Regions from separate parts of the Mus musculus genome. Here region 1 is linked to region 2. A link is a contact called in public HiChIP or PLAC-seq data. All regions are on one chromosome and are shown on one strand. The core of a region is the stretch at or near the end of the contact, and the rest is flanking DNA. Distances in the headings are between cores, read along the strand shown. Region 1 has its middle 25 kb from the start of Gm30588. Region 2 overlaps Runx1 (runt related transcription factor 1).

Region 1 (6,392 bases), core at 2,372-4,871, 610 kb after region 2:
ACCAGCTCCATTTTCTCGCTATCATGGCTCACACAAGATGGTGGAACGGAAGCATAACTTCTCCGTGCACCCCTTTTTCTTCGCTCCACATAATAAATGAAAAACTGCAATAGCCAGTTACCTTAAAGGTCTTGACCTAGATAGATGTCATCTGGCCTTACATGGTTTCTTTTTAGGAAATGTCACTAAAGCACGCAAAGCAGCAAGCTATCTGCAAACTTTAGAAGCCAGCTGCACACGCTTGCGTCTTCAGAGTCCAGTCCCAAATTTAGCTCCTCCTCTCCCCAAGTCTAAGCAAATGTTATCCCAGAGCACCTTTCAGTCGGGAACTGACAAAGTAGGGTGCTACCACAGGCCTAGAAACCGGTCTCATTTCTTCTTTGGAACTGGACTAAGTTTTATACCACTTGCTGCCCAGCCCTCACCACTTCCTGCCCGGCCCTCACCACTTCCTGCCCAGCCCTCACCACTTCCTGCCCGGCCCTCACCAAAGCTACAAACATGTCAATGCTTGGAGCAATGGAGAAGACTGTGGCAGGAATACTATCTAACATCTTGCTAAAGAAGCTTTACACTAGACCTTTGTAGACAGAAGAGGGTAAATGCTAGGGAAAATTGGTCTGCTTCTCAAAATGAAATACTTCCTGTGTCAGAGTTCAAAGCAATGAATGATGTCTAACCCCTCATCCTTCAGAAATCCAGTGGCCGTGGCTTTTCTATCAATGTCAATACTTGTTCTTCAGACAAAATCCCTCTCTCTGAACTCATTCTTTGTATCCTGCACCCTAAAGACATTCATCCTTTTCTGTATGTTCAATGATAATTTATTTAATATATAATCTATTCATTTATTTCTATGTCTAAGCTCACACGTTTCCATTGTTTTCTTGGCACTTTGGTCCTCCCCCCCCCCCTTCCCCAGAGAGTGGAAGAGTGCTGTGTTAAATCTGGTTTCAGAAGAAATTGTTTTAACCAGCAGAAAGTAATGACAAATGCAAAACATATACAAAAACACAGACTTTTTAATTAAAAACAAGACCCTTCTCCACACTAAGTAGAATACATGTATTTGTAGAAAAAAGGTGCAAAGAGTGAACAGATTCTCCTCTGTTAAAGCATTGTTTTCCAAATTTTTACTAGCTTAACATTACTAAAGCAGAAATTAAAAATTAATATGGCTAAAGATACATTCCAAGACAACAATGGAGTCTGGCTCTTCTGAATAGAGCTTCCAAAGGCTTGAGCCAATCATGACCACAAAACACAAACTCGTTCACAGGACAGAATTACGTGGCATTTTCTAAAATATGCTGGGGCTTTGTGATTCAGCTCAGCCTTGCCGTTCTGTTGGTGGTGGGAACATTTTAGACCTTAACTGTTCAGAGCAATGGCCCTTTATGACAATGCCGAGATCAACACATTGCTGGAAATTGACCTGTGTGTGCTAATCCATTTGGGGACAAAAATCTGTTCCAAAGGAACGCGTTGCTATTTATGATCCATACCTCACCATTTTGACACATGATTGACAAAATAGAAATAATTGTGATTGTGTTGAGAACCCTGCTGGGCTCTACTGTAGCCGGAATGAGAAATGTTTCCCATAGATTTCCTGCACTGAGACGCTTTGTTCCCTAGAGTGGCACTGTTTGGGAAGGCTGTGGAAACTTGATGGGGAGGCCCACTGAGGGAAGTGGGCACAGGAGGCGGGCCTTGAGTTCTTGTAGCTCCTCCCACTTCCTCTCTTTTTTCTACATGTGCTCACTGAAGGAAGTGGGAACAGGTGGTGGGACTTGACTTCTTATAGTCCCGCCCATTTCCTGTCTTATTTCCATGCACTGATTGAAGACACATCTTCCTGCCATGAAGCCTCCTTGCCACAATGGACTATATCCTTTCATACTGTGACCCACAACCTCTTGAGTTGCATCTATCAGGGGTTTGATCACAGCACAAAAACAAACAAACAAACAAACAAACAAAGCCTAATACAGGATATGGCTCAATGGGTGGCATGAGTCATATTTTACCTCCAAAACCTGAAAACTTTCCCATTTCAAACTTTATACAACTCTGGAGATGAATGTGAACTTAGATTGTGCCTTACTCTTAATAACAGTCCACTCTTGGCTCAAATTCGACTTGATCTCACTGTTAACTGCCTGACAACTTCCCAGGCATATAGGCCCAGGAGAGCCCTCCCTCCTAGCTCCCAGAAGTCCACAGAGCTGGAAGGAGAACCTTTTGCTACAACAGTGATGACAAGGGAGTCTCATTTGTACCACTGTATTAATCTGCCTTGTGTATTCTGGAGTCTCTCAGGAGCTTGTGGCAAAGAAATGTCCAAACTGCTCCCTATTTTAAAATGAATAACTGTGAGTTCCTGTGTTTGGGTTTAGAAAGAAAACTATTTCCCAGTAACTTAAGCCCTCAATATAAAATAATCCTCTGTCTGTATGCTGAAGTACTCTAGAAGTGAAGCAGGGGGGAGAGTGATTAAATTGGATGCATTTGGGCCATTTAAGCCTTTTTGGTGGTGGTACTGATAAAAGAGATCCCGTTAATTTCTCAAAGCCCTGTGGAACCAGCATAAGCCTGCTGCTTTCGAGTTGGTATGGAAGTTGAAGAACATAAAGTATTTTCTGTATTTTTTTTTGTAATTAAAAGTTACCCCACACCTTCCTGTGTATATCTGTCAAGGTTACAAAGCGAACACACATCACAAAGAGCCACAGAACACTCCAGAATCAAGCATTCCCTGTGTGAGCCATGTATCAGGGTAGCATATTAACTCTTTGGAAGCCTCTCAAGAGCAATTTAACATATTCAAATAATAAGTCAGGAAATCAACACCAATTAATATTTTCTGTGTGCCCACAGGGTACTTGGCACCATCTCTTGGACTCAGTGGGAAGCAGCCATTAACTGTCCCTGTTCTCAAAGGGCATTTTCCAAACAGACAATAACACTGATAATCGGTTCTTTTCCCAAACCGCAAAAAGCCAACACACACAAAAAATGGAGTGCTAGCACATTCAGAGACTGTTTTTAAATGGGCTGTCTTACCCCAGCCGGGTTAGACCCATGTCACTGGGGCAGTGCAGAATGACTGTGGTAAAGATACCAACGATGATGCTGATGCTGATTAGGAGACAGGGTTCTAATGACTAAAGGAAGCAGGAGAGGATGAAAGCCCCAGTTTTCTGGGGACCCTGCCCACCCCTTCTCAGAATGGCTGAGAGGCAATCCATCCATAGGATTACTTACTCCTCCAACTCCCACCCTCGGAGACTGCCCTGTGCCTGCATCCTGTCTGGTATTCTGAGGAAGAAGTAGGTCTAATGTATCCCCTGCCCTCTGATACACAGTGGGACCACTCATGGTCGCTGTTTGGAGGACTTAGTGCCAATAGTCAATGAGTTAGTATGTGCCAGGATATCATAATGGCTGGTACACATGTCAAGTGGCATAGATACTACAGTAGTGTGGGCTTGGTAATCTACCCGAGATCTGTATAAAATTGGGTCCATAGAAATCCTGCCACTGATGGGGGAGGCGCTCACAAGGCCCCTCCCTTCCTGAAGAGTTAGTCAGTTAAGTGTTGCTGGGAGAGGAAGAGAAACTTTCTTTGGTGATGTAGCCACTTGTAAGTCTGTCATACTACTGTAAGCAGCCCTAACCAAACTCATTATGACACAAAAATAGAAGGGGGGAGTTAATTTTATCTACTTTCTCCCTTTTGCCATATACCTTGGTCTTCAATGTCCCTGGGCAGGCAACTTCTTAGACTATAATACATTGGACCCTTGGTCATGTGTGCTTGGCCAGTTAGGACAGAAAGCTGCTAACTGGATGTGTATATAAATCTGTAGCCAGATTCTCCACACAGACTAAGATGTTTACACCCACCTAAGAAAGATGCTTCTCAATGGCCTTGGTGTGGAAGGAGGGTGTCCTCAAAGGTTCACAGGCTGAGACCTTGGACCTCACAGTGGAGATGTTGAGAGGGAATTGGGGGTGGGGCTCCAAGGTGAAAGGTGACGGGATGCTAGGGAGCTGCCGTTAGAAAGGATTGATGGACTTCTTTTGGGACTCTGTCTACTTCCTCTGAAGCTATAAAAGGAGGAAGTGTGGCCCTAGCTTCCTTGCTTTACTGTTGTGACACAGTTCATTCTTACTGACTGACTAGAAGCAATGGCATCTTGCTTTACTCTGGCCTCTTCTGTACTAAGAACTATTAATCGTGTGTGCTAATTATCTATTTGCCACATATTTTTTCTATAGATTGCTTTTTACTTTATATTGTTTTGTATGTTTTTATATGTGTGTCATATACATTTGTCAAAGAGAGTTATCATTTATTTTGTGTGTTTGAAGGTACTGTTTCTGGGGTGGGCATCATTTATCTTGGAGTTTTACTCGAAGGACTTGGATCATGGGGAAAGTTTCAACATTTAAGTATCACTTACGCTAAATTCACTGGTCTTTCCTTTTACTTTACCTCTGATTATACGTGTGTGTGTGGTGTGTGTGTGTGTGTGTGTGTGTGTGTGTGTGTGTGTATGTGTGTGTGTGTGTGTGTGTAAATATTTTCCAGGCTCTAGAAGGATCATTTAATTAACTTGGTCATCTGTTTGAAGTTTTTTCTCCTGTTTCGGCAATGACTGTAGTTTTTTTTTTTTTTTTTTTTTATCCAAATAGAAGTAAATCATATGGGCATGATTTATTGAATTATTTTTTAATTTATGGATGGAATGCCACATTTGTGTATATAAGGTTCTATATATTTGCATTCCCTTTAAGTCTTGAGTGATTTCTGGAGTACCCTATATAACAAATGTGTACATTCATTATCCAGGTTCAGATGGATAATTATCCAACACTGCAGATAATGTTAAAACCATTTAAAATGTGGTTCGCCCGTGCTCCCTGTCACTGTCTCCTCACATCTCATTGTGACTTTAGAGCAGTCTTGACTACTCTCTTATAGTTTTTTTTCCCCAAATGAATTAGTGTTGTTTTCAAGCTTCAGATAGATAATAGGGACTCTGGAACTGGGCTCAGATTTTGCTCTGACATCTCAGGGTTTCTCTGTGTAGTCCTGTCTGTCCTGGAACTCCACCTGCCTCTGCCTCCCAAGTGCTGGGATTAAAGGCATGCGCCACCACTGCCCAGCACCCTGGCATCTTCATATGATGGATTACAACACGCCAGAATCTCCTTGACATCATGAGCTATTCCCCTGCTCAAGCTTCTGGTTTTTCGTGTTCTTTAATCAGAGTCCCACACTCTCCTTCCTAAGTGCTGCTTATAGCTTTCCATTTTTATTCCTAGAAAAAAACAGTGCTTTGCTGCTACTTAAAATATAATAGTTTCATTACATTTTATTGGTATTTTTAAGGGGCATACTTTAACTTATAGTTACATGCTTCTGCAAAGAGTGGCTCTAAGGGCTGGGGTGTGGGGATATAGCTCAGTGGTAGAGCATTTGCCTGGCATGTGTGTGAACACTAGGTATCCATCTACAACACCACCAAAGAAAGAGAGGGGGGGGGAGGGAGAGAGGGAGAGAGGGAGAGAGGGAGAGAGAGAGACAGAGAGAGAGAGAGAGAGAGACAGAGAGAGAGAGAGACAGAGAGAGAGAGAGAGAAGGAAAGAAAGAAAGAAAGAAAGAAAGAAAGAAAGAAAGAAAGAAAGAAAGAAAGAAAGAAAGAAAGAAAGAAAGAAAGAAAGAAAGACTGTATTCAAGTTTGTTTGGGAGCTTGGTATTCAGTAAAAATCTTTTATTCAGTTGTGGGAGGACTAAAGAGGTATTTACCTACAGTATCTTCCTGGTTTCCCTCAAACTTTCCCATGAGCGTATAGAGTGAACATCTCCAATGTACCCAGAGTCACAACTCAAAGTCAACATAGCGTGCCATTAGATGGACTCAAGACACAAGCATTTATTTTCAGACACAGGTAGGAAGATGTAGGTATGTAGGACACTGCATCACAGGCTGTCTAAATCAGTACTTATCAGTCAATTTAGAGATAAAATATACATTGTCACATTAGTGAGTGCTATAAAACTGTACTAATGCAACACTATTTTAAGATCATGATAGCACAGCTGGGAGACAGCTCAATATCTGAAGTGCTTGGCACACAGAAGGACATGAGTTCAATCCCCTGAACCCATGTGGCACGATGGCCCACGCTCTGGGCACCAGCACTGTGGAAGCAGAGCAGGCAGATCCCTGGAGCTCACTGGTCAGCCAGCCTTATCAAATCGGCAGGCTCCCAGCCAATGAGAGACCTGACTGTAAGAGCAGGGTAGAAATGAGAGAGATGGTGCAGAAGGCATAAAGTACCTGCCGTATAAACACTTGGAACCCCAGCATGTACGTAGG
Region 2 (5,719 bases), core at 3,038-5,537:
ATGGAAGATTGTAAAGCCAAAGGGGAAATAGGTAAAGGACCTTGAAGACACCAGTGACTGATAGGTACATAGCTTGGTCCTGAGCTGGCCTTGGTGTGTGTGTGTGTGTGTGTGTGTATGTGTGTGTGTGTATGTGTGTGTGTGTATGTGTGTGTGTACATGCGCGAGTGTGAGGAGAGTGAACAGACAATAAGATCAGGTGCTTCTATATAGAGCATTCGAAGAGTTGGATTCTCCCACATTTTTGCCAATCTGGGTCCCAGGTCAAGAGTAGCTACTTGTGGAATAGCTCACAGATCTTTTCTGATAGTGTCTTCTGAGCCCGAGGCAGTAAGATGCCTACATGGGAGCTTGTAGCTCGGTAACAGCTCAAGGTTGGGGAGTACTGTAGCATCTAACATTCTCCAATGCTGGCTTCAGCCATGGCTTGCCTGAAATGCGTCATGAAGGTCTCGAATGATGTCTTCCAAACCTGTGACTATCTAGCACACTGTCACCACACACAGAATCATGTCATCTGTTGCTTTCAGCCTCGGAAGTGCAAAGACTTCAAGAACACTGAGTTCAAGCAATCTTGGGGCTGATGTAATACAGTGCTATGGCTTAATGCACACAGACTCAGTCTCTTGTTCTGGAGGCCACAAGGCCAAGATGAAGGTGCCTGTAAGACACCTTAGGTGGCAATGGGGGTGGTTGGCTCCTTCCTTCTCCTTCTCCTGACTTCCTAAGATTGTCATCAGTATTGACCTTCTGGAGGCGCTGTGGTCTCAGTGCCCCAATTACTGCTTCTACCTTTGTATGCTGCCTCCTTATATGCCCTTGTCTCTGAATCTCCCCATCCTTAGAAGCTGTCATGCATGAGCTCCACATGAAGGCCATCATAGGTGAGCTCCACATGAAGGCTAACACATATGGTCTCCACATGAAGGTCTTCATGCATGGCCTTAACCTCACAGCATCGGCGAATTTTCTAAATAAGAACATGTTCAGAGATCCTGGGTGGGTGGAGACCATCCAGGCACATTCTTCATCCTGGCACAAATACAGAGCATCCTGGGCTTAGCATTGCAAGGGTTTCTCGACTCTAGAACAGCTCAATTCTCACCAGGGCTCCTTTCATAACTCTACAATGAGGAATCTCGTTTTCACAATGTAGACATGTTTAGGTGTATGCAGACCTTCCAATGCTTCCGACACATTCCGATGGAAGTTACTTCATTTGGTTGTCAGAGAAGACCCGTGAAATGAGCAAGATGGATTTTTACCAGTTCTTAAAAGAGTGTAAGGCAAAGACTTAAACAGGTGACTTTGCATCCTCAAAAATCACTCAGCTCAGGTTGGCAAGATGGCTCAGTGGGCAGAGGGACTTACTGCCAAACGGGACAACCCAAGTTTCACTCTTGGGATCCAAATAGTGGAAGGACAGAACTGACTCACACAAGTTATCCTTGAACCTCCATAGATAAGCCACAACACACACACACACAAATACATAATACAGACAGACAGACAGACAGACATAAAATATTAACCACCTCACTTAACCACAGAGGGAATGACCCTAAACTTTACACTCACAACCTTTGTGCTTCCACCATTGGCGTATAAATGGCCACCTGTGCAAAATCTAAACTCAGGAGCCTCCACTCACCCCATCTCCCACCCACTGCCCAACTACCATCCTCCAAAGTGAAAATTGCCCCTGTGACTCTAATGTGCAAGCTGTTCTAGGCAGCTGCCTACGAACAAGTTCAGGACTCAGCGGCAGTCTCTCCTGGAGCTGACTGGCGCTTCCAGAAGGTGTAAGACTGTGAGAGTGTCGGCTTAGCCAGAGACTAGCTGACTTAGGAAAGAAATACAGCTGTGACCCCCAACTGGTATGGCCACTGCTCAGCACCATGGTTCCTATGACTTTATGGTCATCCTTTAATGTGTCAATACGAGGAATTCCACTTAGTGATTCCCACCAGGGAGGGAGATTAGGGAGACTGCATGTCTGTAATGGGGTTCACCTGGGAGGAGATAAACTGGTGGCAATCCCCACGATGGGCTCGGGTTGCAGCTGACGTGTGTGCATGTGTGTGTATGTGTGTGCACAAACACACATGTGCAGTTTTATGTGGAGGCCACAGGTCAGCCTTAGACATCATTCCTCAAGCTCTGCCCATCTTGTGATTTGAGACAGGATCTCTCACTGGTCTGGAACTCATGGATTCAGCTAGGCCACTGAGCAGTGAGCCCCAGGGATGTGTCTGTCTCCACTTCCCCAGAACTGGGATTTCAAACATGCATTACAAATTTAAAAATTTAAAACCTGGGCTCTAGGGATAGAACTCGGGACCTCCTGCTTGTGCTGCCAGGATTCTGCCAACTGAGCCACCTCCCCAGTCCTGGTAAGAGCTTTGAGTACAAGGACATCTGCTTATGATCTATAGACCATGGTGACTTTTTTGTCACCCTGGTTCTAACCTGACCTCCATTCTTGTTTGTATTTTTCCAGCTGGGTTTAGGCCCGTCCCTGACAACGGCTTCCAGGTAGCCAGAGGCACATCTCGGTGCTCAGAATTACAGAAGCTGCAAGCTCTGCTCTCCACCCACCCAGGCCCGTGGTTGCTCAGACACAGCCCTGCTTGGCCAGCACCTGCAGACGTGGGAGCTAGGGCCTCCAGCGCACATGTGTTGTTAGCCAAATTCCCTTATTAAAATGACCTATGGGCTTGGTATTTTAAGTACATGGGCGTGGAGAGTGAAACACTCTCAAGTGTTTTTCTCCGCCGTAACTTGCAGCCGCCAGGAGAGGAGAGACTCACAAGGGACCGACCTAGAGGAGTACCGGTCAGCAAAATAACACTCGCTTTCCTGGGATCTTCAGGGTCTAAGGCAGGGCAGAGAGACTGGGCTGTCCAAGACTTCATGTTTTAGTCTGTTGCCTGATGGGAGACCCCGCTTTCCCAGAAACCCTGGCTGGCCAGGACATAGATCACTTTGGTGCTGATCAGGGGCATTGGCTGGAGGCAGAGGCTTTTGGTGGTAGAGGGGCAAGCGGTAAGCCACTGATGCTCTGAATCATCCAGCCAGTGAGAGGGCCGACAGAGAGGGGGAAGCCTCGAAATCTTTATTCTGCTCCTGGTACTGAAGGAACCCGCCGCATCAGCTTCAGTGGATGGCTGTGATCCCAGAGGACTGATATTTGACAGGAGTGACAAGAGGGCTGAAGGCAAGAGGAAGGAGCATCAAAAAAGAAAGACCAGGGGAAGAAGGGGGAAGTCTGGACTCAGCCAAGCATCCAGAGACAAAGCTTGCTCAGAACATTCCAGAGCTGGAAGTACATAGGGAGAGGGCTAAGTGTGAGAGCTCAGCAACCCAGTATACCCGTGTTCGAATCCCACTCGTTGCCTGTACAGTCATACTCAAGGGCAACTTTGTTACTGTCTCACAGCCCTAGCTTTCTCTTCTGCAAAATACAAAGTGGTAACAGCTTTTGTGAGCTGCCCAAGGACACCTGATGGGGGAGGAATTGGGGAAGAGGAGGAACGCTCAACAGGTGTCAGAATTGCTGCTCAGACTGATTTCTACTTGAACTTGGCGGTTCATGGCTGCATCACCAGCTGGCCACCCTTTAAGGCATGACAGCGAGGGGCTGATCCACTATATAAACAAGCCAAGACAGCAACATGTGGCGTCCTCCTCGACGCCAGTCTGCCCATCCAAAGGGCAGAACAAAATACGAACTGCTTTATTTAGTTGGAAAGAAGGTCACGGGGTGAGCCTTCCTGGACACTTGCTGGGGCTGTGGGGCATGCTTTGCAAGGCCAGGCAGTCCCAGGGCCTCAGGGGAGGACTCAGTGGTGGACACTGACAGCCCTGGGGTCTAATACAGAATCAGCAGGACCCTGCCTCTCTGTCTAGCCTGAGACACACTGCTTCCCTTTGCATGTAGCAAATGACTAAACTGCAGGATCAAGATACTATAACACTGTATATGGCTTCCCCTAGGAGGGCTGAGGGCAGGAAGCAAAAAGTAAGCAAGAAGATAGGTGGCTGAAGATCACTGCTTGCCCAGGCTCTAAACATCACTACATTCCAGCTTGACCCCTGCCCCGCCCTCCAAGCCCGTTGGCCTCCAGTCTCTTGCTGGGAGCCCGCTGCCCTTCTTGGCCTGTGGGTGGGCTGCTCTATCCCCACCCCCCACCCCCCGTTCTCAGTGGCTCCGTAACTCTCATTCTCCTTGGTGTAGGTTGGGACACATGAGTCATCTTCTCCTTTTGGGGACTGTTTCTGGGGATGTGAAACTTGCCCTTTGTCACGAAAAGGAAGATTACACATGCAAAGGATCTTCTGCCCGGGGGATGTGGGGTAGCCATTTTCCTTAAGCAGTACCGGTAACATCCCTCTCTTTGTGTCTCTCTGAGGGAACCTTCTGCACAGTTGCTACTTTAGGCACCCCAAAGCAAGTGGAAGGAAACTTTCTTTTTAAAATGTTGCCTTTGAAAAATCAAAACAGCCAGGAAGGGCTGGGAGGGAGGTCTGCTCTTCACAAACTCAGGAAATCCCCGAAGATTCTCCAAGGTTACAGGGGACCGTAGATTATGCCATGTCCAATTCTGGGTACAAGTAACTCTGAGCATGGAAATGCACGCACCCAGGCCAGCGACAGGGCTCAGTGAGTGGAGGCCTGCGGCCAAGCCCAGCCACCTGAGTTCAGTCCCTGGCACCTATACTGAAAAAGGGGAGACTGGTTCCCACAAATTGTCCTCTGAGATCCACACATGTGTACACATGTGCAAGCCTAACCACACACACACACACACACACACACACACACACACACGGTTGGGGACTTTTTTTTTTTCCAAGGAAATGAATGCTCTCCCCCAGATTCCAGGGATAACTTCTGTGTTTGCAGGATATTCCCAGCATGCACTTAGCATTTCCCCCCTTATTTTCCCACCGGTGCTTCCTAACAGCCGGCACTTACACGTGTGTCCGTTCCATTTCCCTTCCTCTTGCTATTTCCACCATGATCTGTTGACGGTAGAGTTGCATAATTTACTTAGGGACTTATAGGCAGGACACAACCCATTGGACTTGCACAGCTTCTGTAGGCTGACTGATATTCGTGCGAAGAGCCCCTGTGTCCAGCTGGCCTGACCCTGTCCTGTCTGTGTCCATGTAGGCAGAATGCAGACCAGAGTCTCTGCTCTTGGCCAACGTCCAAGCCTCAAGAGCCTAACTGAAAACTTGAAGCACAGAACTCAGTTCTCCATAGAAACAACCTTTGCCTGGTTGTGCGGAGTGACCAGCAGTTTGAGAGTGAGCCATCCACTTGGAGAATGGGAAAGCCATGTGTGACATTCTCTGGAGTTCTCTGGAAGTGACTCAGTAGAGCTCAGGGGCTGGGCTTGGACCCTATTTGTGTCTTTTGTTCTAATGTTATTTAAATTAAATAGAGCAGGGCGCTTATACCCCACTTTAATCCCAGCACTAGGGAGGCAGAGGCAAGCAGATCTCTGTGAGTTTGAGGTCAGCCTGGTCTACAGAGTGAGTTCCAGGGCAGCCAATGTTACACAGAGAAAGCTCCAAAAACCAAACCCAAACAAAATAAAAAAACAAAAAACCAAAAAAAAAAACCCAACAACAACAACAAAAACAAAACAAAAAAAGGAGGGCTGATGGGCTGGGAGATGCTCAGTAGATAAGGTGCTTGCTGCACTAGCAT

What was found. HiChIP or PLAC-seq counts read pairs in DNA pulled down with a chosen protein or histone mark.
Region 1: an H3K27ac HiChIP or PLAC-seq map of bone marrow-derived dendritic cells shows a contact between it and region 2, with 9 times the contacts expected there. The contact joins two enhancer-like sites. A contact is called at or near these places in 3 of 484 Hi-C or Micro-C datasets (bone marrow-derived macrophages, female germline stem cells and muscle stem cells), 4 of 115 datasets of contacts at active chromatin or transcription factors (T-cell acute lymphoblastic leukemia, bone marrow-derived dendritic cells, embryonic basal ganglia and 1 more) and 1 of 9 other capture datasets (embryonic stem cells).

Annotation. Positions count from the first base shown.
Region 1 is chr16:93,284,105-93,290,496 of GRCm38.p6, forward strand. No RefSeq gene overlaps it. Among named protein-coding and RNA genes, the nearest start is that of Gm30588, 25 kb to the left of the region's middle. Within about 2 kb of position 3,622, at least 20 of the 459 cell types and tissues checked have an H3K27ac peak or open chromatin away from gene starts, as enhancers often do. A contact at or near this core is called in bone marrow-derived dendritic cells and bone marrow-derived macrophages, where this site is marked.
Region 2 is chr16:92,671,599-92,677,317 of GRCm38.p6, forward strand. The region is part of intron 4 of Runx1 (runt related transcription factor 1); the gene reads right to left. Among named protein-coding and RNA genes, the nearest start is that of Gm30224, 78 kb to the left of the region's middle. Within about 2 kb of position 4,288, at least 56 of the 459 cell types and tissues checked have an H3K27ac peak or open chromatin away from gene starts, as enhancers often do. A contact at or near this core is called in bone marrow-derived dendritic cells and bone marrow-derived macrophages, where this site is marked.